Regions from separate parts of the Gossypium hirsutum genome. Here regions 2, 3 and 4 are each linked to region 1. A link is a contact called in public Hi-C data. All regions are on one chromosome and are shown on one strand. The core of a region is the stretch at or near the end of the contact, and the rest is flanking DNA. Distances in the headings are between cores, read along the strand shown.

Evidence for each region. Hi-C and Micro-C count contacts between places; a contact is called where the count stands out from the background.
Region 2: a contact with region 1 is called in a Hi-C map of hypocotyl, with 4 times the contacts expected there. The contact joins the promoter of LOC107951423 here to the promoter of LOC107951136 in region 1. A contact is called at or near these places in 4 of 34 Hi-C or Micro-C datasets (callus, hypocotyl and leaf).
Region 3: a contact with region 1 is called in a Hi-C map of leaf, with 4 times the contacts expected there. The contact joins the promoter of LOC107952202 here to the promoter of LOC107951136 in region 1. A contact is called at or near these places in 3 of 34 Hi-C or Micro-C datasets (all in leaf).
Region 4: a Hi-C map of leaf shows a contact between it and region 1, with 2.7 times the contacts expected there. The contact joins the enhancer-like site here to the promoter of LOC107951136 in region 1. A contact is called at or near these places in 3 of 34 Hi-C or Micro-C datasets (hypocotyl and leaf).

What each region holds. Positions count from the first base shown.
Region 1 is chrA02:19,611,258-19,617,912 of Gossypium_hirsutum_v2.1, forward strand. It overlaps LOC107951136 (amino acid transporter AVT6A), which reads left to right and starts at 3,176. Exons shown (of 5, transcript XM_016886070.2): 1 at 3,176-3,653; 2 at 3,753-3,905; 3 at 3,983-4,186; 4 at 4,587-5,052; 5 at 5,202-5,752. The coding sequence starts at 3,230. The coding sequence ends at 5,340. It overlaps LOC107951137, which reads left to right and starts at 128. Exons shown (of 3, transcript XM_041083046.1): 1 at 128-701; 2 at 1,953-2,130; 3 at 2,311-2,409. The coding sequence starts at 282. The coding sequence ends at 2,099.
Region 2 is chrA02:20,333,622-20,340,276 of Gossypium_hirsutum_v2.1, forward strand. LOC107951423 (kinesin-like protein KIN-7N) reads right to left here and starts at 4,282. Exons shown (of 17, transcript XM_016886473.2): 1 at 4,072-4,282; 2 at 3,904-3,993; 3 at 3,689-3,807; 4 at 3,480-3,593; 5 at 3,314-3,395; 6 at 3,161-3,228; 7 at 3,002-3,079; 8 at 2,756-2,898; 9 at 2,568-2,670; 10 at 2,368-2,448; 11 at 1,879-1,947; 12 at 1,749-1,808; 13 at 1,495-1,641; 14 at 557-829; 2 more. The coding sequence starts at 4,216.
Region 3 is chrA02:18,922,147-18,928,801 of Gossypium_hirsutum_v2.1, forward strand. LOC107952202 (serine hydroxymethyltransferase 2, mitochondrial) reads left to right here and starts at 2,700. Exons shown (of 15, transcript XM_041082980.1): 1 at 2,700-2,970; 2 at 3,079-3,117; 3 at 3,226-3,312; 4 at 3,473-3,594; 5 at 3,885-3,961; 6 at 4,106-4,230; 7 at 4,437-4,529; 8 at 5,021-5,113; 9 at 5,211-5,408; 10 at 5,531-5,635; 11 at 5,766-5,831; 12 at 5,970-6,047; 13 at 6,243-6,354; 14 at 6,455-6,565. The coding sequence starts at 2,881.
Region 4 is chrA02:19,011,119-19,017,773 of Gossypium_hirsutum_v2.1, forward strand. No RefSeq gene overlaps it. Among protein-coding and RNA genes, the nearest start is that of LOC107951127, 33 kb to the right of the region's middle. Within about 2 kb of position 3,728, at least 9 of the 9 cell types and tissues checked have an H3K27ac peak or open chromatin away from gene starts, as enhancers often do. A contact at or near this core is called in hypocotyl and leaf, where this site is marked.

The DNA.
Region 1 (6,655 bases), core at 1,926-4,425:
GATATAGAAATAATATGGATATTTTATAAATAGGGGACGAGAAACATGACATAAAATTAAATAATTAAAATAATTATAATTTTGAAAAAAAATAAATATATTTATGCATCAAAATTTACTGTAACATGCAAAAATTATTTCTGAATTCTAAAATTATAATCTCATGTTTAAAATAAAAAACCAGATTGGATTGTCAAGACCTGATTCGAATTGGAAACAAACCTACATTTTTGTCTAAATGGAGGGATTAACTGCCTAAGTTGATAGGAAATATTTCCCCAATGGAACTGGATTTTGAGTGCACAGATTTGAGTATTTGGAAAGAAGCTCTCTCCTCCTACAAATCTCGAATCCAATCTCTAAACAAGCCTAATTTGATTTCTCTCGACCAATTTTACACCCACGAACTTCCCTCTCTTCTCCGCCAACGAAACCCTAACCCTTTCATTACCACCGCCGAACTCTCCCGCCTTATGCAATGGAAGCTCACTCGCGGCAAATGGAGGCCTCGTTTGTTAGACTTCGTTTCCTCTTTGGACGACTCTTCCGTCCAATCCGTTTCTCAAAAGGCTTTCCTCTCCCTTCCCGACATCTCCAAAGCCATCTCCGAGCTTACGGTTTTGAAAGGAGTCGGCGCCGCTACTGCCTCCGCTGTTCTCGCCGCCTACGCTCCTGAAACGGCGCCGTTTATGTCCGACGAGGTAACTGCCTCTCCAATCTTTCCTTTATTGGTTTTTTATTTGATATGACTTTTAATTTATATTCAAGGCTATGTTGGCTGCGCTTGGAAGCTCCAAAGATTATTCGTTAAAACAATACTTGTTATTTGTGGAAAAACTAAAAAGCAAATCTAAGGTTGGTGAGATTCCTTTCTATCCTATTAGAGTTATTATTGTTGTTCTTTTGGCATGATCCTTACCTGTATTTAGTCTTGATGATGATGATCAATGTTGTGCAATTAAAATATGCTAGTAACTTTCAAGTTAGTATAATGGCAGTTTAATAAGAAATATTTAAAAAATACTTAGCTTTTTGCAGATGGTATCGATTAGGCTTTGAACTAGTTAACTTTTACTATTTAAGATGTTGATCTTTTTTCTTGTGGAGCCTGTTGGAAGTTCAATTTTGTACATTTTAGGTGGAACTTAGTTTCCATTGACTAAATCTCTTTCATTTTCATGTTCTGAAGTTCGTTTCCATTTTCCTTTTGCTTATTTTGATTGAGCACACACTTTGCATGGTTCCCCAAAATGGTGTTTGCAGGGGAAATTACTTGACAATAACATAGTTTCGGGAGTCAGGACCACAAGTGTTCTTTCTTTCTTTTTCTGAACTCATTGTTTTCAGAGTTGATAGCTGGTCAAGGGTCGCTTTATATTGTTCTGAAGCTTCATTGTTGTCTCACTGAATTTGTAGCTTTCTGATGCCAGTCTTATTGTTTTGTTTCTATTGAATGTTTTATGTTGTTGATAGGTGATCCTTAATCCGTCTCTAGTTTTCCTTGTTTCTGATTCTCGGCTAATTGCGTTTTGACCGGGCAACGCTATCATATTCCTTAAGGAACAACAAGGCAACTCTAGTATTCTCTAATTGTTAATATCCACTGGAACCTTTGCCCATTGTATGTCTGTTTGAAGAACTTATTCAATCAGTGTAGAAGCCACTGAAGTTTTGGCTATACTGCTTATGACCTAAAATTAATAGCCTACCAGTGATAAAATTGATTAAGGAAAGATGTGAATTCTTGATGTTGACAAGTGATAAGCTTTTCACTTCGTCCTCAGTCTGTGCCCCTTCTACGTACCTTTGTTGGCTTTATTCATAGGCTAACAAGAATATTTTCTCATAATGTAATGCATGTTGTTATGGGGAATGATCAATTAATCATTCATCTATGTGCCTGATCCAGGAAATACCTTTCCGAAAAGGATGATCTATGTTTCTTATTACAGGAACTAAGTTCAATGGGTGACTCCTTCAGACCTTCAGATGTAGAAAGGGCTTTGTGGAGTTCAGCTGTAGGCGTAAAGTTGCAGTCTTCACAGACAGCTCCGGACAAGAAGATCAAGGGAAGCAACAAAAGAAAGAGAAAACATTGAATTATCTATGTGCAAGATGATGGAAACTTTTGTGAGTTCTAACATGGCCAAGTATTAATCTTGTTTACTTGATACTAACACTTTATCAATGTGATGTTGTGCCTTGGTCATATATCTGGCATACATGCATGGAATGCAGCCTGAAATACCTTGTGTTGGATTTAACTGTTTTAGTATGGTTAACCCTCTGATATTAGTTAAATATTGACAGTAGCACAGTACCATGCTATGGCACCTTGCATGAAGTTACTTTGAGAAAATGTCAGAGACCCAAGTTATATGATGAAACCCTTGATCCATCTTTAACTTACGAGGTAATTTCAGTCCTTTTTTCCCCTACTTTATGGATGGTAATTTGCTTGTGGGTGGAATGGTAAAGTGCAGTGCAGGTGCTTTAGATTCAAACCACAGCGTTGTTGAAAGCTAGGTGAACGTACCACCCGGGTTTGGTACTTGAATTAACTAATTAAAGGGACCACGTTAGGCATTATTAACCCACCCACAAGCAAATTAGGGTTGGCCGAAGGACAATGGTCCATTTATGGACTCTTTAATGGTTAGCCTAGCTGTTGCAAACTGAAAGCTAAAAAAGGCTCTCAAATGGCAGAAAAAACATAATTTACACCAATGAAATTCTCGTTTTCTTGGTAAAACAAAATGTAATTTAATAATTGAACCAACAAAAAAAAAAGAAAGCAGTTTTACTATAACAGAAAGAAGTAACAGGAAGATTTAATAAAATTTCCATTTTGAGCAACCAAAAGCTTGGTTTTTTTTTTTTTCATGTAGGGAGATGAGGTCATTGGTTTATAGGTGTCAAGTCGCCATTCGCTTTCCTTGTACTTCCCGTAACCATTGTGTTATTGGAGCCTTTCCATTTCGATCTATAAAATTACACCAAAAAGAAAGGCCGTGACGGACGAAATCTTCAAAGCCCAAAGGACCCTCTCTCGCTGGCTGCGTTTCTATTTTCTGGAAACTTTCACGGTAGTTACACGTGTTCGCAATTTATCGTCCGGTCACTTCCCGCGTGAAGACCTTCCCGACTCGGGACTTGCTATCATCTTCAAAAACTTCCTAAGACTCTTCTTCTTGAACGGCCTCATTCAACGGCTTTAACCACCAAAGTGATGAAAATGAATATTATGCCCTCCTTCTCAGACAGTAAACACCGACGGAGTCCCCGAGGAGAGGCTCTCCTCCCACAAAAGCAGGGCTACCGAGTACTCGAGACTCCCGAAGCCGGCTTTGATGGGGCTTCAACTTCAGGAGCCATTTTCAACCTCTCGACCACAGTTGTGGGAGCCGGTATCATGGCGCTCCCAGCCACCGTCAATCAGTTGGGCCTAATCCCGGGTCTATTCGCAATCATATTCGTCTCTATGCTAACGGGATCATCCATCGATAAGATACTTAGGTTCAGTCGAGCCTCCAAGTCGGCCACGTATTCAGGCGTTGCCGCTGACGCTTTCGGTGGGACCGGCCGTAACATCCTTCAGGTTTGCATCGTCATCAACAATTTGGGCATGCTTGTGGTTTACATGATCATCATAGGTAAGTTTGAAACCCTCCCCCCCCCCCCAAAAAAAAAAATTAAGCTTCGTGGAACGACTAATTGCCCTTCGATCACCTCTGAATTTGAATTGATTGCAGGTGATGTGTTGTCGGGGACATGGGAGGATGGGTTCCACCACAAGGGAGTTATGGAAGAATGGTTCGGTGAACACTGGTGGACAACGCGTTCGGCTTTGCTCATGTTCACCACGCTCTTCGTTTTCGCACCTTTCATTTCATTCAAACGCGTTGGTAACTAACTCACTCCTCAAAAATTCTAAATTGCTGCTATACTTTTATTGAATGCTTGTTGTTTTTCGTGATTTTAGATTCATTGAGATACACATCGGCATTGTCAGTTGGTTTCGTGATCGTATTTGTGGCAATAACAGCGGGAGTTACCATTGTTAAGTTGATGGAAGGGAAAATCGAAATGCCTCGTTTAATGCCGAAACTTGAAAACCAGGCATCGTTTTGGAAGCTTTTCACCACTGTTCCTGTTCTAGTCACTGCTTATATATGCCACCATAACGGTAAGTCATCAGAGATTGATTCCTTCTACACTTCTAAGTATTTATTATCATAATTTGGTTTTGTTTAGTTGTTGGTTCAAGTTGATTATCTTCCAATTTGTACCAAATTAGTTGCATCTTTGAGTTGATTGAATGCTTTAACGGTAAGAGATGCTTAATGTACCTGTTGATACCTAAAACTCTGCGAAGAACAAGTAATCCATTTATGGTTCAACATTACATAGAATTACAAATATGATGCGCTATTGTAACAAAAGTTTTCTCTGAAATAAGTGTTCCAACAACTCTCCTCCTTACATGGCAAATATTGTTAAAATTTTAATATATGCTTGTTTATATGACAATTGATCAACCCTTTTGTTTTTATCTATTTCCTTTTGTCTTGGATACACCTGTGCAGTACTCCCAATAGCGAATGAACTGAGAGACCCTACACAGATGAAGTTAATTGTTAGGAAGTCCCTCATGTTTTGCTCTTCTCTCTACATTGCCACCAGCTTCTTCGGATTAGTTCTGTTTGGAGATCATATTTTGGATGATGTGCTTGCCAATTTTGATGGTGATCTTGGAATTCCGTATAGCTTGTTGCTCGATGACTTGATCAGAGTGAGCTACGGGCTTCACTTGATGCTTGTTTTCCCAATTGTGTTTTTCTCCCTTCGTCTCAACGTAGATGGTCTTTTATTTCCATATGCCATTCCTATTGCCTTTTCCGAAAAGAGGTTCTTCTCAATGACAGTAGCTCTTATGGGTTTTATCTTTATGGGAGCCAACTTTATTCCTAGCATCTGGGATGCCTTCCAGTTCACTGGTGCCACCGCCGCAGTTTGTGTTGGTTATATCTTTCCAGCTGCCATCACCCTTAGGTAAAGTAATAGATGTTTTGTTGAATTCAGTGTCAAATGAACTTTCATGCAACCCCTTGTTAGATGGTGTAGTACTATATATGTTTATAACAGAGTGCACCAGACATTAAAACTAGTTTTGAAGATTAGCTACTGGATTCTTTATGCAGGGACACCCATGGAATTGCAACAAAGAAAGATAGACTAATATCATGGATGATGATATTTCTTGCCGTCTCAACGAGCACGGTGGCTGTGACAAGTGACATTTATGGCATTTTAACAGTTGACAAAGGAGTTATAACCTGATTCTATCGAGGTGTCCGTTTATATATATCCAGTGTTCCGGGTGCAGTGCACTGTTGGAAACCAGAGCTAATGGGCAAGGAGACGATCTGGGTTCTATTCATGCGGTTTACCCTCAAAGCTAACTTGACAAATAGGGGATATGTTTTATATGAGCTTGCTGGGAATAAAGTGAGTTTTCCAGCGTGTCATGAGGTTTGATATGACCTTTTCGATGAAATTCAAGGTGATTTAGCTGTTAGTTCTTGGTCCTTTAGGTGGGTAACAAATAGGAAAATTTTATTGATTGATTATTCATGATCTAAATTTAATTGAACGTGTTTCTCATTATGTAATCAAACTAAATTCTTACCGTTGCATGGGTTACTGTATTATTATTATTTTTTGAGAAGTTAAAGTTACAATTTGCTTAAAAGTAGATGTATTTTTCGTAATTTGGATTTTTATTCGAATTTATTCTTTACTTTTCAAAATAAAAAATTTAAGTCTATTTATTAACATTATTAAAAATTTTTGTTGAATTTACTGGCAAAGCATCTCGAAATTTAAAAAAAAAAAATTCGTTTGGTATCCATATAAAAAAAACATTATAATGGACATCAATTTAATAAAGAATTCTAATAGTGCTAATAGTTCTTAAAAATTGATATCATCATTCTAATTAGAATAAATAATTTAGACTAGCTAATGACATTATAAAAATTAAGGTATCAAATTATGTCAAAATTAAAATATATAGATTAAATCTCAAATTTAAGCAAAATATAGTAGATTGTCCATAGGCGGGCCGCCCGGTCCATCTAAAAGATCTGCCTAAAAAGTAGGAGGGTTTAGGCAAAAATATAGACCTGAAAAATGGGCTTGGACAAAAAAATAAGTCTCGTTTGAAAAACAAGTTAAGTCTCGGGTAAGGTTTTTTGGCTTAGGCCTAGCCTGAATTTGTAAAAAAAAAAAATTATGTTGTTTTGTTGTCATTTTACTATTATATTGCTACATTTTGTTGTTATTATTTGAATATTGTATAACTTTTGATTTATTGTTAATTTTGATATTATTTTAGAAATATTCACTTGTTAAGTTGCATCTATTTTAGTGTTATTTAAGTATAAAATTTTTTAATTTATTTTTAATTTTTTAGAAAATATTTATTTTAATTTTTAATCTATTTAATGTATTATATTTTTTTAAAAAATTATATAAAAAATAAAATAAAAAATTTTAATATGGACAATCCGAGTCAAACTTGAGCAAAAATTTAAGACTATTTTAGGCGGAGCTCATTAATCAGATCTAAATTTTTGTTAAGGCCGATAGCGGC
Region 2 (6,655 bases), core at 3,032-5,531, 720 kb after region 1:
TATTTTGATACAAATTAGAAATGAAAAGTTGAATTAGACTAACATAATGCATTTTGACCTGCATCTTTGACAAAACTTCCTCGTATGTATCTTTAAAACTTGTCACAGAATCACACAACCTTTGAGGCATTTCCCTAGCTAGTAATGCTTCTTGTTTAAGTTTAGATATATCACCCTTTAATCTATCCTTCACTTCTATATCTTCTGCAAGCTTTCTCTGTGAATGCAACAATTGAAACAGTGGAAGTATGAATTGTCCAGAAATTTAGTGATGAAAATGTCAAGTCCCTAAGGTGGTTAAACAAGTAGCAAATGTACTGACCTGGAGTTCGTTCTTCTCTTCAGTGACAAGTTCTAGCCGTCTCTTGAGATTTTGGAGTTCCGTTTTGTATTTCTTATTCAAATAATTCTGAAAAAGAAACCCTTTATTAAATTTAACTTATGCAGCCCTTATTACGACCAATATCGATTTATGACAGAGAAAGGCATTACTAAAAACACATATGGGACGGATAGAAAGATGGAAGATAAAATGACTTTGAAATTATCAACTCACAGGAGTAACATCTTCTGGTGGAAAGGATTGAACTTTTCTTGCAGGTGTTGTTTGAAGTGAATACAGGTCTGCTATGTAACCCTTGTTTATTTTGAACCAAGTGTCTTCATCAGCTACATCGCTAAAAGAATCTGGAAGAGGACTGAGGTCTGGCAACTGTGAATAATTTGATCTCTTGGCGACAAAGGCCTTGGGAGCTGCTCTAAAACAAGGTGTTTTAAAATCATCTCCCCTATTATTACATTCTTCTATTGGGCTTTCTTTCATGGATCCCTGCCCTCACCAAAAAGCAAACTTATAAATTGTCCTCAGCATAGAAATAACAACAACAACAACTAAAAGAAGAATTGACCCTAAAATAATGAATAATTCTTTGATCGGTCAGCTTCAATTTTGATGTCAAACTTCATATTAGAGAATGGATTCCTAGAGACGAACTAAAAGATTATAAATACATTAATAATTAATCATATGACTAGCTCTGCACCGATTTAGAATTCATATCAGTTGGTCCAAATCTCCAGATGACAAAATAAAATGATACTTGCAACCGCAGTTCATTTACGGCCTATACTTCATGTGTAAGTTTGAGCCCAATAAAAGTTAGACATTGCTGTCAATAGAATATGGTAGAGGAAGTTATAAAGGGAACATGTAATGCAGGAATAGATGTACTTCATTAGCATAAGATTTGTGATTACGTGTATTACTGAAAGGGGTAGCCGAGAAAGCAGAATGAAAAACTTCAATTTTTAATGATTAATCAAGTGTTCTAAAAGATAGATAGATGGATTGTTTTCCAAGTAACATCGCTATAATATACACAAACTAGGTGATCTTCTGGCCTAGGAACCACGCAGCACAAACAGAATTTAGAAGCACACTGAAAAGAAATAGGAATTTCTATACTCTTATTTTGCAGTCTGCACAAGTTATACCTGACTAGAGCTTCCATCACCATCAGAAACCAAACTACTTAGGTTTTCGATCATCATCAGCTGGTCTCTAATGTACCGATCACGCTCTTTATGTGATCTTCTTTCTTTTTCTAGTTCCATTTCAAGCTTTTCACGCTCTAATTCATACTGAAATTGGAATACAAGCAGATAAAAAATGTGTTAATGTATATGTTAATAATTGGTGCTAGAAGACTATAAATCTATAATCCTTTTGAAATAAACAAATAATGAACCTGAAGCATATCATTCCTCAGCTTTAATATCTCTTGCTCCAGCACCTCAGCATGAGATCCCTGAAAAAAGGTGACCAATTTTAGATTGCCTTTTTAAGTCTAATATTAGCTTATGTCACCTGATCCTCACCTGAAGCTTCCTGCGTAGCTCCTCTATCTCTAACTTTTGCCTTTTCAGTAGGGCTGCATCCGTCAAAACCTAGATACAAGTTAAACTATGATTAACTTCATTTCAAACTCAATGCCAAATCAATTAAAACAAAAATTCTAGATGAAAACTTGAACTCTTACTCTGTCATGTAACAACATAATAAATACTATAAATCCTATCAAATGTGTATGCGTGCGGAAATCACGTATAGGTATGTTTAAAACACAAATTTGGTGAGAGAACATTTTATGTTAAAAGTTAATTTTTAAAAGTTTACTCAAGAATTATTATTGGTGTGGTGGTAAAGAATTTGTTTATTTCCTAACTGAGTTGGTACCCGGTTAACCCGTGACACCAACTCAGCAAAGGGTTCTATTAATAATATAGATTTTATGATTTATATACAAGCTAGCGTTGGAAATCCATATATTCTGTGATAATGTGGTGCAATATAAGAAAATGACCAACCTCATTCACTTGAGCACAATTAGTAACTCGTTTAGCTCTGCTAGCAAAAAGGAGAGTTCCCTTCGTCTCCTCAATATGAATCTATAATAAAATTAAACCAGAATGCTCAGTTGAGAGTCATTTTCATCTCCCCTTCTCAGAAAGATAAGAAAACCAAAAACAAGCCACTGAATAACCACATACAGTCAAAGTAAGCGCACCTCTTCAGGAGCTACAGTACATATAATTGAAGTTTTCGCATTCCCTCCTAGAGCAGGCTGGAGTATGCGGGTTAATTTACTATCACGATAAGGAATATGTGCCCTTTACATGTCAATAATTCATATAATTAGAACATAGTTATTCTATACAAATAAGTTACTTCTCGCAGGATAAGCAAAACAAGTACCTTTGTTTTGCACTATCACTAAGTTTGTTAATTACATTACCAAGAACCATTAAGCTCTTGTTAATATACTTTCCTTCCTTCAAACGTACTCCACCAGTTCCAGTCTTAGCAATCCGCTCAGAACCAGCCAAATCAACCAAATTCTGCTTTCAAATAAAGGAATTAAAATAACATTCATAAAACTAATGGGACAAGGTATAAACTAGATAAAAGGGGGGAAAGTCTATAGTAATATAAGGTACATACCAAAACTGAGACGCGTATGGCATCACTGCTTGAATAATCACCAAAAGAGCCTGTATCCTTTCCCTTGCTTTCTATCACCTAGTAATGTAACATAAATACAACGAATATTAAGAGTAAAGTAGTAATGTTTATGTTCAACAATATGTTAAAAGAACATACCACTCTGAATATTGTATGAGACCTACTACTTCGTGCATTCATATTTGTCTCACCAAAATGCCTATTAACTGTAAGGAAAATGATTTAAACAAATTATTAAAAATAAACAACTACCCAGTTAAACCAATGGCAAAAAAAAGAAGTTTAAAGGACCTTCTCCAGACTCCAGGAGCTTCATCACTTGTTCAGCATTGTTCACAATTTCCTCCCTAAGACCCGCAACGAAAATCCCACGCTAAAACAAACAAGAAAAAATCTGTTAGTTTTGAGCATTATGGTACACATTTGATACGGCATCAAAGTTTAATCAATGGCTGACCTCTAAATTCTCATGAATCTGCAATTTCTGATTCTCTACAGCGAAAAGGTCGTTAATTTCTTCATTGTAAATTTCCATGTAGGAAACTCGGATGAGAAACTCTCGATCAGAGATCTGGGAATTGAATTCAACAACAAGAAAATCAAAGCCAAAGCTTCTAAAATATGTCGTTAACTGCTTCGGGAAAGAACCAAATTTCGTTAAATTACAATATTTATTTTCTGAAATATATCGTTAACTGCTCGATGAATAATTCCGGGATCGTTAGATGAACCGTTCATAGTGAAGGTCTTGCCGCTGCTTGTTTGCCCATATGCAAAAGAAGTTCCTAAAACATAAATAAAATTGTAAATCATATACAAATTAATCAATTTTTATACCAGATCATCAAAATTAGGGCTAAAAAAGGGGATAAAATTTAAACCGTTAAAGCCGTCCACAGCAGCATGAATAATATCCTTAGTAAGAAGCTCGTAAATATCTGAATTCGAGCAATTCTCATCGAAGACATGATCTAGAAACACAAAAAAAAATTCAAGGAATGAGAATTGGAATTGGAAAGGTAAAAAGGATTTGGGAAATGAAAATTTACCGAAAGCGTAAGAAACGCAGGAAATTGGGCTGCCGTGGAGCTTGTGAAGAGAGATTTGATTATCATCGACTCTCCAGAAAGTTGAAGAAGAATTTTCATGGCAAATTGGAGGTCTTACTCTCACTGCTACGCAGATCTTCTCCATTTTCTTTTTAAACGTTGAGTTGCAGAGCGAGAGCTAAGGCGGGATCTTTATGCATTGTGAAAACGGGGGAATTTGTATTTGAATGTTTTGGATTGACGGAAATGCCCATAAAATGGAGGATTGGATGGGTATTCGGACCCTAAAGAACATGTCTACTGGCCCAGTTTCTTTGGGTAAGAGAATAGCCCACATGCCTCAGTTGGATGATTGTATCAACATTACGAGAAGCCCATGTAATTTCCAAGGGCCAGCTTAGATCCTTTCCACTTTTGTAGTTCTTAATTGTATAGAATTCAAACAATGGTATACAACATAATTGTAGTAGAAAGTTCCACCGATAAAAGACTGCAATTATATTGTTTTATGTATATATTCAGAAAAAAGTTAAAAAAATTTACTTTAGCAAAATTAAATATTTATCTTTTGAGAGGCAAGTATAAGAAGAATAATAAAAATGGATAATGATAAATTCTCTCGATACTTCTACTTTCAAAAACAAAGTTAACTCTAACTAGAGTTGACACGTGGATAAATTTTATATTGCCACATGGAATTTTTTTTTTGGAAAAATGGTTAATCAATCAAGTCTAAGGACTTGAAAAAAATTATATCAAAGAATTTATGAAAAATGCCAAAATTAGCATATCTATTTTTAACCAAAAAAAAACCAGATGAAAAATATTTTATTAAAGAAATTAAATTAAATTAACGATGAAAAAAAAATCAGACAATTTACAAGAAAAAGCCATTTTTTTAATATTTATGGAAATGGGCCAACTTTTTGATTATTTACTGGAAAGTACCGAATTCCTCGAAAGTGCGTCCACGTCAGCACGATGTCAGGTGACATGTTAGAAAAGCGCGTCTCTAGGGGAGAGTTTTGCTCCTTTTTTTAGGGTTAGGATTTTTTTTGCATTTAGGGTTAGGATTTAAGGTTATTGTTTTAGTGTTTAGGGTTTAGAGTTTAGGGTTTAGAATTTAAGATTTAGAATTTTTTTAAAAAAAAATCAAAAAATTAGGGTTTTGGGTTTTGGGTTGCTTAATTACATTAATTATTAGTTTAAAAAATAAATTAGATTAAGGTTTAGGGTTAATTAATTAAATTATGGATTAGTTTTTTAAAATAATTTTGTGTTTAGGGTTATGGAAAAAATATATTAGCAATAAAAAAAATTTCTACAGTAATTTTTGAAAAAATAAATTAGAGAAGACGTATCTGAAAAAATAAATTAGAGAAGGCGTATCTAAAAAAATAATTTTGCGAAGTTGTTTCTGAACAAAAAGTGTTAAAAATGCTTCAAGCAGGATGCACTGTCAGCAAAAGTACTGAAAAAAGCTCCCACGTGGACGCTTGTTTTCTACAGTAATTTCTGAAAAAATATTTTTGAGAAGATGATTCTGAACAAATAGTGTCAAAAATGCTTCAAGAAGGATGCACTGTTAGCAAAAGTACTGAAAAAAGATCCCACGTTGACGCTTTTTTTCTACAGTAGTTTTTGAAAAAATAATTTTGAGAAGATGTTTCTGAACAAATAGTGTCAAAAACGCTTCAAGCAGGATGCACTGTCAGCAAAAGTACTAAAAAAAGCTCCCACGTGGACGTTCTTTTTCTACAGTAGTTTCTGATAAAATAATTTTGAGAAGATGTTTCTGAACAAATAGTGTCAAAAACGCTTCAAGCAGGATGCACTGTCAGCAAAAGTACTGAAAAAAGCTCCCACATGGACGCTCTTTTTCTACAGTAGTTCCTATTTGGCCTGAGGTTATAAATAAGCCAAATTTTATTCTCAGGTTGCATAAGTTACAGCAAGAAAAATTAGAGACGTTAAGCAAAATAGAAATTGAAGATGAGTGAACGTATTAGTGTTGTTATTTACTATGATGGAGAGGTTCGTCACACCGGGAATGGCGTTTTTTATCAGAGAATAAAATGTGACTGGTTTTTAACCAGGACATAGATTTGACAAAATTTCGTAAAAGAATTAGGTGTAAAATTTTCGGAATGACGCCAATGAAAGTTTTGTCTATTAGGTATCGATTTTGTGCTTCTGTTGATCCTGTGACATATGATTTGTTCGACATCAAAGGTGCTCGTAGCTTGGAGGCAATGGTGCAGACTCATCTTGCTAGTGGATCACCCTATATTAAGTTATATATACAATTTTCATCGCCAAATGATGCATTTGCGACTTCAACATCTATTGCTGTTCGAGAGGAATACACGACCCCTGCTCGACACTCCGTTAGTGAGTTGCAAAACACGGAAGCTCCCGTGTTTGGTAGCAGTATGTAATACACAACCCCTACACGACACTCCGTCAGTGGATGGGACATGCACCTCGGTGGGTCAATGTTTGATACTGGAAATATGTACTGGGGAATGACATCAACTTCTAATGGTTGGCAATCTACATCTAATTGGGACGTTATGAAATGCCC
Region 3 (6,655 bases), core at 1,450-3,949, 690 kb before region 1:
TGCTGAAAGACCGCGTTGAGAATTGCTTCCGACGCATGTTAAATCATTTGTACAATTATTGCTTTAATAACCTAGATCTCACACTATGCACTCGGTGATCAAAAAAGATAAGTGGTTATTAGAAATTGTATCAGTAGACATAAAATGTTTAATGGTAGTGGCATTCACTTCTATTTCTGAGTAATATTTAGGTCCCTCGCCAAATTTAATCTGCTCTTCAATGCCTATAATTCGACGTCAACATTTGCTGTTCTTTGGATATGCAGATATCCTCCAATTACTTAATTCCCAAAATGGTTTTTTTATGAGATCCTCAGCACTCACTCTATTAAGGTTTCCTAGAGAAGATCCATTGGTATCAAGTTTAAACCAGTTCTTTGGAGGTGGTTTTCAAGACAGCAACAAACTTGGGTACATGTATTTCATTTACAGCTAGAGATAGCGAAAAACTCATTTAGGACTATGTTCTTTCGGGCAATCATCTCCAAATATTAGGGCGTTGTGGGTGAGGGTCAAGACAAATAACTTCTTCTAATAGGTCCTTGGTTTTACAGATCATATTTTAGCAAAGTTATTATCTACTGTGTAGTCTACCCATTCAACATAAAAAATGATTGGGACTTTGGTAGAAGCAAAAATTCCCTCTCAAAACACTTTTGAGTAAACTGACAATCCTTAAATAGGTGTTGTATATCTTCCTGAGCAGATAAACACAGAGGACACGAGTCTTTCCTCGTTAGCTTCCTATGTCAGAGGAACGATTTGGTGGAGACCACATTGAGGCCACATTTCCAAAGGAATATCTTAAGTTTCAGAGATAGCTTAGCTTTCCAAATGAGCTACCACAAATGAGGATTGTGGTTCAGTCTTTTAGTGCTAATAAATACACACTTGCAAGCGAGAAGCGGCCGTTAAATCTCGTGGGATAAACACAGAAAAACAATGTATACCAGATTCCTCCTATTTATCTCTAACTCGGCTGAAATTCCAGCTACCTTCCTCCTGGTTAAGCGGGCCTGCTCCTAATCCAGACCATCCTACCATTGCGAACAACCCAATTGATCCTTGAGGTGAATAAAGTAGTAATCTTTGGCAAGGAGCTCCATGTTTAGAAGTATTCATTACAAGTTGTGAATTGTTGGGGTTCAGAAAGTATTTAGCTATATGAGTTTTGAGTCCTCATGCATCAGTCTCCAGCCCAACTTAGCGAAGAGAGCTTTATATATATATTGGCGGGGGGGGGGTATATATCTAACACCCCCTATGTTTAAGGAGAGTAATGATGTCCCAACTAGCTAAATGTAGTGTCGAGTGTGATTCTGTCCCTCCCCACAAGAAGTTCTTATTAATACGGTCGAGACTGTTTAGAATAGAAGCTGGAAGTAGTTTGGGATGGTAGACTGGATAATAACTAATCGGCTTGTTGGAGAGAGACGGTTTGCTTACTCAAAGCGTCCAATATTCTATTTAAAAAAAAGTTATTAAAGAAAAATGAAGAGAATTTGTGTATTTGTATCACAAATCGTATTCTGTAAGTAATGTGTAACTGTAAGGCAGCATGTAAGATAAAATATGCGAAAGGGCTGCATGATTTTTAATGTTTTGTATAAGGATATGGGAAGTTTTGAATTGTACAAAAAAAATAAAAATAAAAATAAAAATTGAGAATACAAAATTCAATTTAATTCCTCCATTTCAAATATAATAAAAATGAAAAACTATATTGTGATTCTCACTTTCTTTTTTTAATGAACCAAACTGTTTTTTGATTAGTTTGGCCACCTTTTATAGATTTCAAACCACAACGTTTAGAACCAGTCACCTACTACTACTGTTCTCAATTTTTAAAATATAATTTTGAGTGCAGGTTTAGGTTTAGGTTTAGGCTTAGGGGTGAGAGTTTGTATAAAAAAATTTCGAGTAATTTAATTAGCAATTAGGAGTAAGCATTTAACCGAATCGAGTGAAAAAAATTAGAGTTAATTGAGTTATATTTTATTATTCTAACTTGATTTGATTTTTTTTAAATTGAGTCGAGTGAAATTGTTTGAGTTAAATTAAAAAAATTAAATATGCTACATTATAATTAATTCCATATTACAAAAAATTTAAAAAAGAAGAAGAAGATAATTTAGCATGATAAACTTAAATCATTAATTAATATATTTTAAAATTTTAACTTTATTTATATATTGTTTAGAAATTTTTTTATAATTTAAAAACATATAAATTTTGAATTTTTTATGAATATTTTGAATTTTTAAAAAATATTTTGTTTTTTTTAATTTTTGTTAAGATAGATCAATTAGTTCATTTCTAAAATTGACAAGAGTTGAAGGGGTTTGTTATTTGAGTTAACTTGAATAACTCAGTTCAATTAACTCAAAATTTAAATTTTTTTCAAATTTTGAAATCGAATTGAATTGAGTTTTGTTTATCAACTGAATTTATTTTGATACTTACATTTCTTTCACAATTATAAAAGCTTGATGATATAATACTATAAAATTGTATTATGTGATTAAATCTTCTTTGATAAAACTAATCTAATTATCACATTCAAGTATAAAAAAAATACTTGAAAAAAAATTAAATACTAGAATAATTGTAAATTTGAAGTAAAAGGGAAAAAATTATCAAATTAACCCATATTCCATAGATTTGAGAAAGTGACGTTACACCGCAAAAGCAAAGCAACCAACCCCGTCCCGCCCGAACAAACTTGGATCTGACATATCACAGCCCGCACTTCAATACTTTACTTATACATAATATCAATAATAATCCCAACACAAACAAAACATTTTCAGTCCTCCACCAACCCACTCTAAACACTCTTTTGTTTTTTTCCCTTGGAACAGCTGAGCCAAGACGCGAGTAATGGCGGTGGCAATGAGCTTTCGTAGATTGTCTTCCTCCATCAAGTCCCCAACCAGACCTCTCTTCAGTGGCAGCTCCCTCTATTATATGGTTCTACATCTCTATTTCCTTCTTTTTTGTTCCATTCCTTCTTTAGTTAAATTTCATCTTTCTTTCTTTCTTTTTTTCTTTTTTTCTGATTTCTTTTTTCATTTGCAGTCAACAGCTGCGGCAGAGAAAGAGAAAGCTCGTGCTAATGTAAGCGTCATTAGTAATATTATTTTCAAAGGAGCTTTAGATCTTTGATCTTTTTAATTGTGATTTATGCAAAAAAAAAAAAAACTAAAAACGTGTTTGGTTGTGCAGCGGATACATCAGTTGAATGCTCCGCTAGAGGAAATCGATCCTGAAATTGCTACCATAATCGAACTCGAGAAAGCTAGGCAATGGAAGGTTTTTTTTTTTTGTTAATAAATTCAAATCTCGAGCCTTTTTTTCGCATTTCTGGTTTTTATTTTATAATCTATTTTCTTTTCTATAACTTCAGTCAGGTATTTGATTGATTAAGAGATCAAATCGTTTTTTATTTTATTTTCTGTTTAATGTCTAATAGGGACTAGAACTTATACCATCAGAGAATTTTACATCCCTATCAGTAATGCAAGCAGTGGGCTCTGTCATGATCAACAAGTACAGTGAAGGGTATCCTGGTGCTAGATACTACGGAGGAAACGAGTTAAGACGATCTACTTTGATTTTGCCTATTGTTAATTTTATTTCACTGCTAATATCAGTTTAAAAATGGATGTGGGTTCATCTACAAATTGATTTCAGACTGGTTGTAATTTTCAGGGGATTGAATTGGAAAATAAGATGCATTGCTAGAGATGTTATATGTGGTTTTACTTTTTAGTATAAATTATTGATAACTATGTTGATCTGATTCTTCATTTTTCTTTAAGTCAGTCCGAGTAACATTAATTGGTTAAAGTCACTGTCTAATGTTGTTAATTCTATTTGATCAGATACATTGACATGGCTGAGTCCTTGTGTCAAACGCGTGCACTAGAGGCTTTTGGGTTGGATCCTGCGAAGTGGGGAGGTGAATGGATCATGCAAACCCTTTTCTATATTTAGTTAAATATCTGTTTTTACCCTTTATTTTGAGCATGCGAAGGATTCTATGTACAGAATATTTACTTTCTAGGTAGCATATAACTCATCCTGTATCTGTTTCATTATGCAGTCAATGTGCAGTCACTTTCCGGATCTCCTGCTAACTTTCAGGTTTATACTGCATTGTTGAAACCTCATGAGCGAATTATGGCACTAGATTTACCCCATGGTGGACATCTTTCACATGGTTATCAGGTGCTTACCAATTCCATCAATCACGAGCTTTTCTGCTGAACTTGGTTATAGTTTTGTCTTCTCTTGTTAATTCTAGTTTTTTTTTATTTTTTATCTGCATTTATTTTCTAAAGAAATAGCATATCAGGTAACATTACTTTATGGCCAATCAACTGGTGTTTATAGTGTTTGAAACTCAAGTGTTGATTCTTCTTTGCATCATACAGACTGACACTAAGAAGATATCTGCTGTGTCAATATTCTTTGAGACAATGCCATATAGATTGAATGAGGGTACAGGTTATATTGACTATGATCAGGTAGCGCTTCTCTTCTCTTCTCTTCTATGTTGGTAGAGATGTGAATTTCTCTTTCTTAAATTTCATGCATCTTCAGAAACAGTGTCTGCATTTTGGGTAATCTAGACATGTGTAACTAACAACTTTATCAAGTTCAAAACCTGGAATGCACATTCTGATCAATGTTTCTCTTACTTCTCACAACCCTTTTGAGATTCATGGCTAGAACATTTTGTGAATACTTATTACATGCTTTAAGCATAATTTGACAAAGGAAATAATTATATCTTATAGTTAAAATAAATTTCAATGAATGGTTTGGATTTTTCTGATGTATGGAACTTGCATATATTTCATAAATGAAATTCAACAGTGGAGTGGAAGCTACACGTCTTATCTGTGTCAAAATCTCTTTGCAGAAAATTTTCTTGCATGCAAGTATTTTCTTGACTTAGGTGAAACTTGAGAGACTCTTTCAAATAGTTGATTTAGATGAATTGAAATGTTTGCAGCTAGAGAAAAGTGCAGTGCTTTTCAGACCAAAACTTATAGTTGCTGGTGCCAGTGCTTATGCTCGCCTTTATGATTATGCTCGTATACGCAAGGTAAACACCCTTGACTTGCAGTTGGAAGACTTCATATATCAGTGGAAATTTTGACTCACCTTTAAGATACTAAGAGACTCTAATTGCTTATTGACAGGTCTGTGATAAGCAGAAAGCAATTATGTTGGCTGACATGGCACATATTAGCGGGTTGGTTGCTGCAGGTGTTATTCCATCTCCTTTTGAATACGCTGATGTTGTGACAACCACAACACACAAGTCACTTCGTGGTCCACGTGGTGCTATGATTTTCTTCAGGAAGGGACTCAAAGAGATTAACAAACAAGGGAAAGAGGTGAGTATGTTCTAAGTTTTGGTGTGTTTCTCTCTCTCTCTCTCTCTCTCTCTTATGAGTTTGATTGGTGGAAAATAGAAGGAAAGAGTGACTTATTTAATTTCTTGAGTTCCATCCTACAGGTAATGTATGACTTGGAAGACAAAATTAATCAAGCTGTCTTTCCTGGTCTTCAAGGTGGACCACATAATCACACCATAGCTGGTTTAGCAGTTGCATTGAAGCAGGTACTCTGATAAAAATTTTTTTGTGTATATGCAAGTTAAACACACTATGCCAAGCTCAGGCCATACAAAATCTTGATACAAGTTAACCAGGAGCCTTTAGGTTTCTTGAGTTTGACATATGTGCTTATAGGTCAGAACACCCGAGTACAAGGCTTACCAAGAGCAAGTTCTTAGTAATTGCTCGAAATTTTCTCAGGTAAACTGAATGATCCAGCTCCTATTGATGCAAGTTCACTACTTGGCTTAAGTGAAACATTATGAATAGCATTATTGTGTTTACTCTTGAGTGATTTAACCGTGATATGTTGCAATTCTATATTTTCGGCTTTTGTAGAGGTTGCTGGAGAACGGCTATGAACTAGTATCTGGTGGGACCGAGAACCATTTAGTCTTGGTCAATTTGCGAAACAAGGTATGAGCTTCTTGATTTCTTTGTCCTCTCAAACTGATTTACTGAAAATTCTTTTACCTTTTATGTTGTCCTTACATAGGTTGTGATGATTTTTTTTTTCCAATTTCAAACACTTTTGAACTATTTAATTGGTAATGGAAATATAAAATTATAAAACAATAATAACTTCCTCGCTTTTGGAATGGTGTTCAATAGGGTATTGATGGCTCAAGAGTTGAGAAGGTATTGGAATCAGTTCATATTGCAGCCAATAAAAACACTGTTCCAGGGGATGTGTCTGCTATGGTTCCTGGTGGTATCCGCATGGGTATTGGACCCATTCACACCTTTGGTCATTACGCCATCTGTTTCTTTTGGTGGGTTGCTAGGTCCTTGGATTTTAAATTCTTTGTTTTAATGTGATTCAGGAACCCCAGCTCTCACATCTAGGGGTTTCATTGAGGAAGATTTCGAGAAGGTAGCTGACTTCTTCGACGCTGCTGTGAAATTAGCCTTGAAAATCAAGGCCAAGACGGAAGGTATATTTTTTCCGTTTCCTCTGTCACCTATACAGCAATATTTTTATACGTTGAAATAAAGGAAAGTATGCTCACATATTTCCCTTGAAC
Region 4 (6,655 bases), core at 2,478-4,977, 600 kb before region 1:
CTGATCCGGGTGACCCCAAATAACTCTATCCTCACCACCAGCTGAATGAGGAGGAGGAATACTTACAATACATCTTATCATGTCATCATTCAACCAAATACGAAGCATGTCAACATTCCAAGAACCATCCTGTAACACCCAATCCTTTAGAGTACTGTCCAAATTAAAACTATTATGAGCAGAAACATATGATACGAGAGGCCCAACGTCAGGTATCCAAGTATCATTCCAGCCACGAATTGTAAACCCATCCCCAACTGACCACATAATATTTTCACATAAGAGGGGCCACACCTTAGAGAGGGATCGCCAAAGGTGAGAACAGTTACTTCTATGAATAGAATCAGGAAGCTGACTCTTCCAACCATATTTCGATCGAAGAACTCGAACCCATAAAGCATCTTTTTGAGAGACGAGATTGAAACTAATTTTCATGAGAAAAGAATTATTTTGATCATGAAGATGTCTGAACCCAAGCCCTCCATGAGCCCTAGGTTGACAAATGGTCTCCCACCCCACTAGAGCTACTTTTGGATGTCCAGCTAAACTGCCCCAAATAAACTGTCTTACAATCCTTTCTATCTCGTCACACACCCCTTTTGGGACTAACAAGGACTGCATGAAATAGTTAGGAATAGCTAGAAGGATAGATTGTGCAAGAGTAACCCGTCCTGCAAAGGAGAGTTTTCGGGCTTCCCAATTTTGAAGTTTCCTCCTCACTTTTTCGACCCCAAAATTCAGAGTACTCTTAGTAACACGATCATGGAGAAGAGGTACCCCTAAATAACTTCCAAGATTTAGAACTTTCTAAAAGCCAAAAAGTTGGCTAATCTGATCACCTAGAATAGTGTTAACACCTTTTGAGAAAAAAATGTTACTCTTCATTGAGCTAATCTTATGACCAAAAAAATCACAGAAACTATTAAGGATTTCCTTCAACAAAAGGACTTGGTCCATCTCCACTTTGCCTAAAATGACTAGATCATCAGCAAAAAAAAGATGGGATAAATCTGGTCCCGATCTAAATAACCGAATAGGATGCCACCTACCATTTGTGATCTCAGATCTGAATAGATGACCTAACCATTCCATACAAAGTACAAAAAGATAAGGCGATAAAGGACAACCCTGTCTAATCCCTCTCACAGGTTTAAAAGAATTAGACGGGACTCTATTCCAAAGAATCTGCATGGTAGAGGAGGAAATAGCATCCATAATAACCTTTCTAAGTACCTCAAGAATCCCAGCAGCACCAAGGGATACATCGATGAAATCCCAGCTAATCTTATCATATGCATTCTCCAAGTCCAACTTAATGGCCATCGAGTTCCTATCAGCTTTCCTACGACGCATTGAATGAATAACTTCCTGTGTAATAATGACATTATCCGATATGTTCCTCCCAGCAATAAACCCTGCTTACTCAGGTGAAATAAAATTCGGAAACACCACTTTAAATCTATTGGCAATCACCTTCATCACCAACTTGTATAAAACCGAACAAAGACTGATTGGTCGAAATTGACTGAAGTCTTCCAGACGATCCTTCTTCGGAATAAGCACAATAAAAGTGTTATTAAGAGCCTCCTCAATTTTATTGCCAGCAAAAATTCCCTGAACCCACTCACAGACCGCCCCTCCAAGTAAATCCCACTGACTTTGGAAGAAGCGCGCATGGAAACCATCACTTCCTGGAGCTTTCAACGGAGCCATGTCAAAAAGGGCCTTCTTGATCTCGTCATTCAACACTGGCTTTTTGAGAAAATCAATATCTTGCTCCTTAAGGAGGGAAAAAATATTTAATGGAGTAGACTTGGCACTTGGTTTTTCACCATATAATTTCTCAAAAAACTTGGTGGCCTCATCACTGAGAATAGACTGATCCGAACACCACTCCCCATTACTAATGCGTAAGGCCAAAATATGATTAAATTTCCTCCTTTGCATAGTGCGACTATGGAAGAAACTGGTATTTCGGTCTCCAAACTAAAGCCAATCACACCTAGCCTTCTGCCTCCATAAAAGCTCCTCGTGGTTAAGCACACTCTCCAATTCATCACGAACCTCCATTTCCAAATTAGCTAATCTTCTAGATGTGGACTGATCCATGACCTTTTGAATGTTCGCAAGTGACTTCAAGAGTTGCCTTTTACGTGTTCCTAGATGACCCTATACGGACCTGTTCCAATCTTTAATGTGAGAGGTAAATTCAGATAATGATTCAGCCATATTACCTAAAAAACTCCATTTGTTAGAAACGAAATCCTTGAAATTCGAGTGCTTCGTCCAACCTGCAAGGAAACGAAACGGTCTCCCTCTCTGACCACTGAGCTCAGGATTGGTTTTTAAAAGAATGGGCCTATGATCCGATTTAATACGAGGCAGATGATAGACAAGCGTATACGGAAAGACAGAAAGCCAATCATCATTCACTAGGGCTTGATCTAACCGCTCACGCGTATTACCTCTTTACAAGTAAAAGAAGGCCCTATAAATCCAAGATCCTGCAAATTACATGATTCGACAAAATTACCAAAAAACTTACATCTCTTACCTTTTGACTGGTCACTTTTTTTATCCATGGGAGAGAGAATGGCATTGAAATCGCCCATCAACAACCATGGTAAAGGATCTTGAGGTAAAATACCCATTAAATCGGTCTATGGGGATTTCCTCTTAGCTCTGTCTGGACTTCCATACACAAAAAAATAAAAAAAAATCATTATAACAATTATTCCCATGAACACGAAGAAGCATAAACTGAGGATGGTTATGAATAATACTAATGTAAATAAAATCCTTCCATCCGACCCATATGCCACCTGAAAAACCAACAGACTCAATGTGATGAGAACGATCAAAACCCAATTTATCAATGTAAAATTAGCTTTATTGCCACTGACTCTTGGCTCCAACAGACACACAATGTCTGGTCTATACTCAAAATTATACTCACGAAAAGCACGGAGAAATTTGCTACTCGCACAACCTTGGCAGTTCCAAGAAAAAATTGAGAGATTTAAATCCATAAAAAAGAATTAGAGAAAAACTAACAAACTAAAGCTTCAACAAACATTCCAAATAGAAAAATACAGAGCAAATTTAAAAACCTTTACCCGTACTAGGATCAGGGCCACCTGAATCATCACTTTTAAGCTTGGAAACAGACTGAGCTAGCCTGGACATAGAATGACTCAAAGGAATTTTAGAAGAATTTTTATTTTTAAAATAGTTCCTTTTTGCATACGTGATTTTATTTATTTTCCTAGTGGCCCGAAAACTCCCATCTTTACCTCCCATTAATTTTCCCGTACTCTGATTCTTCGTAGCACCAGTTGCTGGTCCTTTTTCTTTAAAAGAAACAGCAGTGTGTTTATTTTGATCTGAACCACCAGAAGAATCAGTTACCTGAAGTTCAACCAGGTCTGACATCAAGGTAGCGGACTCAGAAACCATTGAAGATTCGTCAGTCACATTCACCTCATGTACAACAAAAACTGGATTAAAACATGAATTAATAACTGAATTTGGAATGGAAATATTATCTTTGATATTAAAACCACCCTCTGCAGTCTTAAAATTAAGACCCGAGTCAGTCGAGTGTAAATGAGTACTCCCTGCTTCGAAGCCATTATGATCTGCTTTTGTGCGGGTTGGGCCCACCGCAATTATGGCCTGAATCTCTTTATTCTTTAAATAGTCCACTAATGGTCTACTTGATGAAGGCCCGTCTGTAGCATAGGACTCTACACTTGCGCCTATTAACTGTCCCATTAGGCCATTAGGTCCAGTACCTGCCTTATGAGAATTCAAAGGCCTAAGATCCATTTTATCTCCCCCAACTGTACGCTTTTAGAAATGCTAGGGTTCCTTGGTATGGCCATACTTCCCATAGGTAAAACAAATAGTCGGTAACGCTTCATATTCTACTCTTTGCTTCATGCCATTAACAAGGACTTGAGTAATCAAAGGCTTGTCCAAATTGATGTAAACAACCATCCTGGCGAAGCGACCTCTAATCCTGCTGTTTGTGTTAAGGTCTAGCCGAACAACTTTACCAATAGTCCCTCCAATTTCCTTTAGGATTTTTTTCTTGTATAAAAACCCTAGAAGGCCTGGAAACCGAATCCAAGCCAAAACCGTGCTTGGATAGGGCTGTGATGGACTAAACTCTTTTGTCCAAGGTTGAACTGTCAAATATTGACCATATATCAACCAAGGACCTTGCGTCAAAACTTTTGTATAATCGTTAATGGATTGAAATTTAGCCAAAAAATAACCATTCTCTATATCCATGAAATGGAAAGGTTTAGAAGGGTTCCAAAGGCTACTGATTCGGTTATTAAGAGCCTCATACCCAATGTTTCTTCTAAGCAATTTTAGAACTACCGTGCGTTCCATTTTTTTGAACAGAATGTGTTGAATCCTCTCCGAAAAATCGATTGCAGGAATGCCATTAACGATGGATCTGTGAATATTGCCCTCCAAAATCTCAATATCTTCATCAGAATCGGCACTTGAAGACCCCAACTCTTCCTTATCAGACACTCCAGATTTAGTTCCCAGAAGTTTATCCTTCCAGGATAATTTTGGACTCGAATCAGATTCAACCATCATATTCATGGCTTCCTCATCAGTTCCTCCTTTAAACCGGACTTTCTTGGTAATGCGATCTGCCTCCAAACGAGATCCATCTCCAACATCGACTTCTAGAAGAGGAGTGTTAACATCAGATTTCAGAGAAAATTCTTGCATAACTATCAGATCAGTAATGAAAGCAAGTATTTAAGTCTTCTATATCTAGTTAATGCAGCTTATAGATAAAACGTTATATTATTTATTTTTAATTACTTTATATAAAATTAGAAAACAATGGATAAAATCATTTTTCTTTCCATTGTTTTTTCTCCCTCCACCAAGTCATAATTAATTACATAAAAGTTTGTACGTTAAAAAAAAGCCTTTTTAAAAAAATGTAAAAAAAAATTAATTAAGTTTTTATATTAAATTTGCATCTAATTAAGTCTATTTAGATAATAAAAAATTCATTAAGCTCTTCTGTTAATGGTTTCCTTCATTGACCACATTGATTGTTAAAAAAATTAACAGACTAATCAGATGATGACACGTGATAACTTTTAATTTAATGCAATATTTTCTCATAAAAAATTATTAAAATAATTATAAAATTATAAAAATATAAAATTTATTAAACATTAAAAATAATAAAATTCATATAAACTTATAAAAATTTTAAAAACATATATTAAAAATCTAATAAATTTTAATAAATTATAAAAATTTTATAAAATTAAAAAAAACACATTTCAAATATTCAAAATTTTATAAAAATGTATAAAAATTATTAAAAATTATATAAACATATAAAAAATCATAAAAAAATAAACTAGAACTGATCAATCGGTTAGACCGAAATCGACAAAGGCACCTGTCCGAAGAAGGACATTAGATTGGTTAAGCTAGGAGCCAAGTGGTTGAATCGATTTTTTTAAAATTTTTTTATTTTCAATGTCTTATTTAATTAAAATGGAAGGACCTGTCGAACTGGCAAATCAGTGGCATGATCGGTTCGACCATAGGTTTATTCTGAAAGCCTAGGTCAGAATATTTCATATTAACATATGCTAATAGTTGAATAATGAAATTTTATAAAATTAATAAAATATATTCAAAATTAAGTATTTTTGGTATAGTTAGACCAACGGTTGAATCGGTCAGGCCACTAGTTTGCCAATTCGACCGGTGAATCCAATTTAATTAAATAAAACATTGAAAATTAAAAAAAATAAAAAATCGGTTCAACCTTCCGGCTCCTAAGTCAACCAATCTAATGGCTTTCTCTGGGTCGGTACCATTGCCGATTCTGATCTAACTGGTCAGATCGACTGATTTGATCTAATTCAAGGTTATATGATTTTTTTTATAATTTTTATAATTTTTTATGACTTTTCATAAGTTTTTAAGAATTATTATGTGTTTTTCCTAAAATTTTAAATATTTAAATATTTTTATTAATTTTATAAAATTTGAATAAACTATTAGAATTTATTATATTTTTTATGATATTTATAAGTTTTTATTAAATTTTTATAAATTTTGTAAGTTTATATTAATTTTAAAAAAAATTAATTTCTTTCCTATTTTTACAATTTTTTTCTATTTTTTATTTTTTATCATTTTATGGGAAAATATTATACTAGACTGGAAGGTGCCATCTGTCACCATCCGATTGGTCCATTAGTTTTTTTAACTATCAATGTGATCTATGACAGAAACCATTAATAGAGGAGCTTAATTTATTCTTTTTATTAATGGTAGGGGCTAAATTGAGTGCGAATTGAATAAGTACTTAATTGATTTATTTGTATTTTCTTAAAAGCTTTTTTTTTACATATAAACCTTACATAAATAAGTAGTTAACGCAAGCTCACTTTTGACACTTTCATGTTTATCTAAGCCCAAACCATTGGTTCTTTAATATTATTATTAGGATTAAAATATAAATTTATCATTATACTATTGGTGAATGGTGAAGCTAGTCATTATAATTTATTTTGATTAATACTTGTCATTAAATTTTGAGAATATGGTTAAGCTTGCCACACAATTTTTATGTGATTGAATTTTCTTGCCA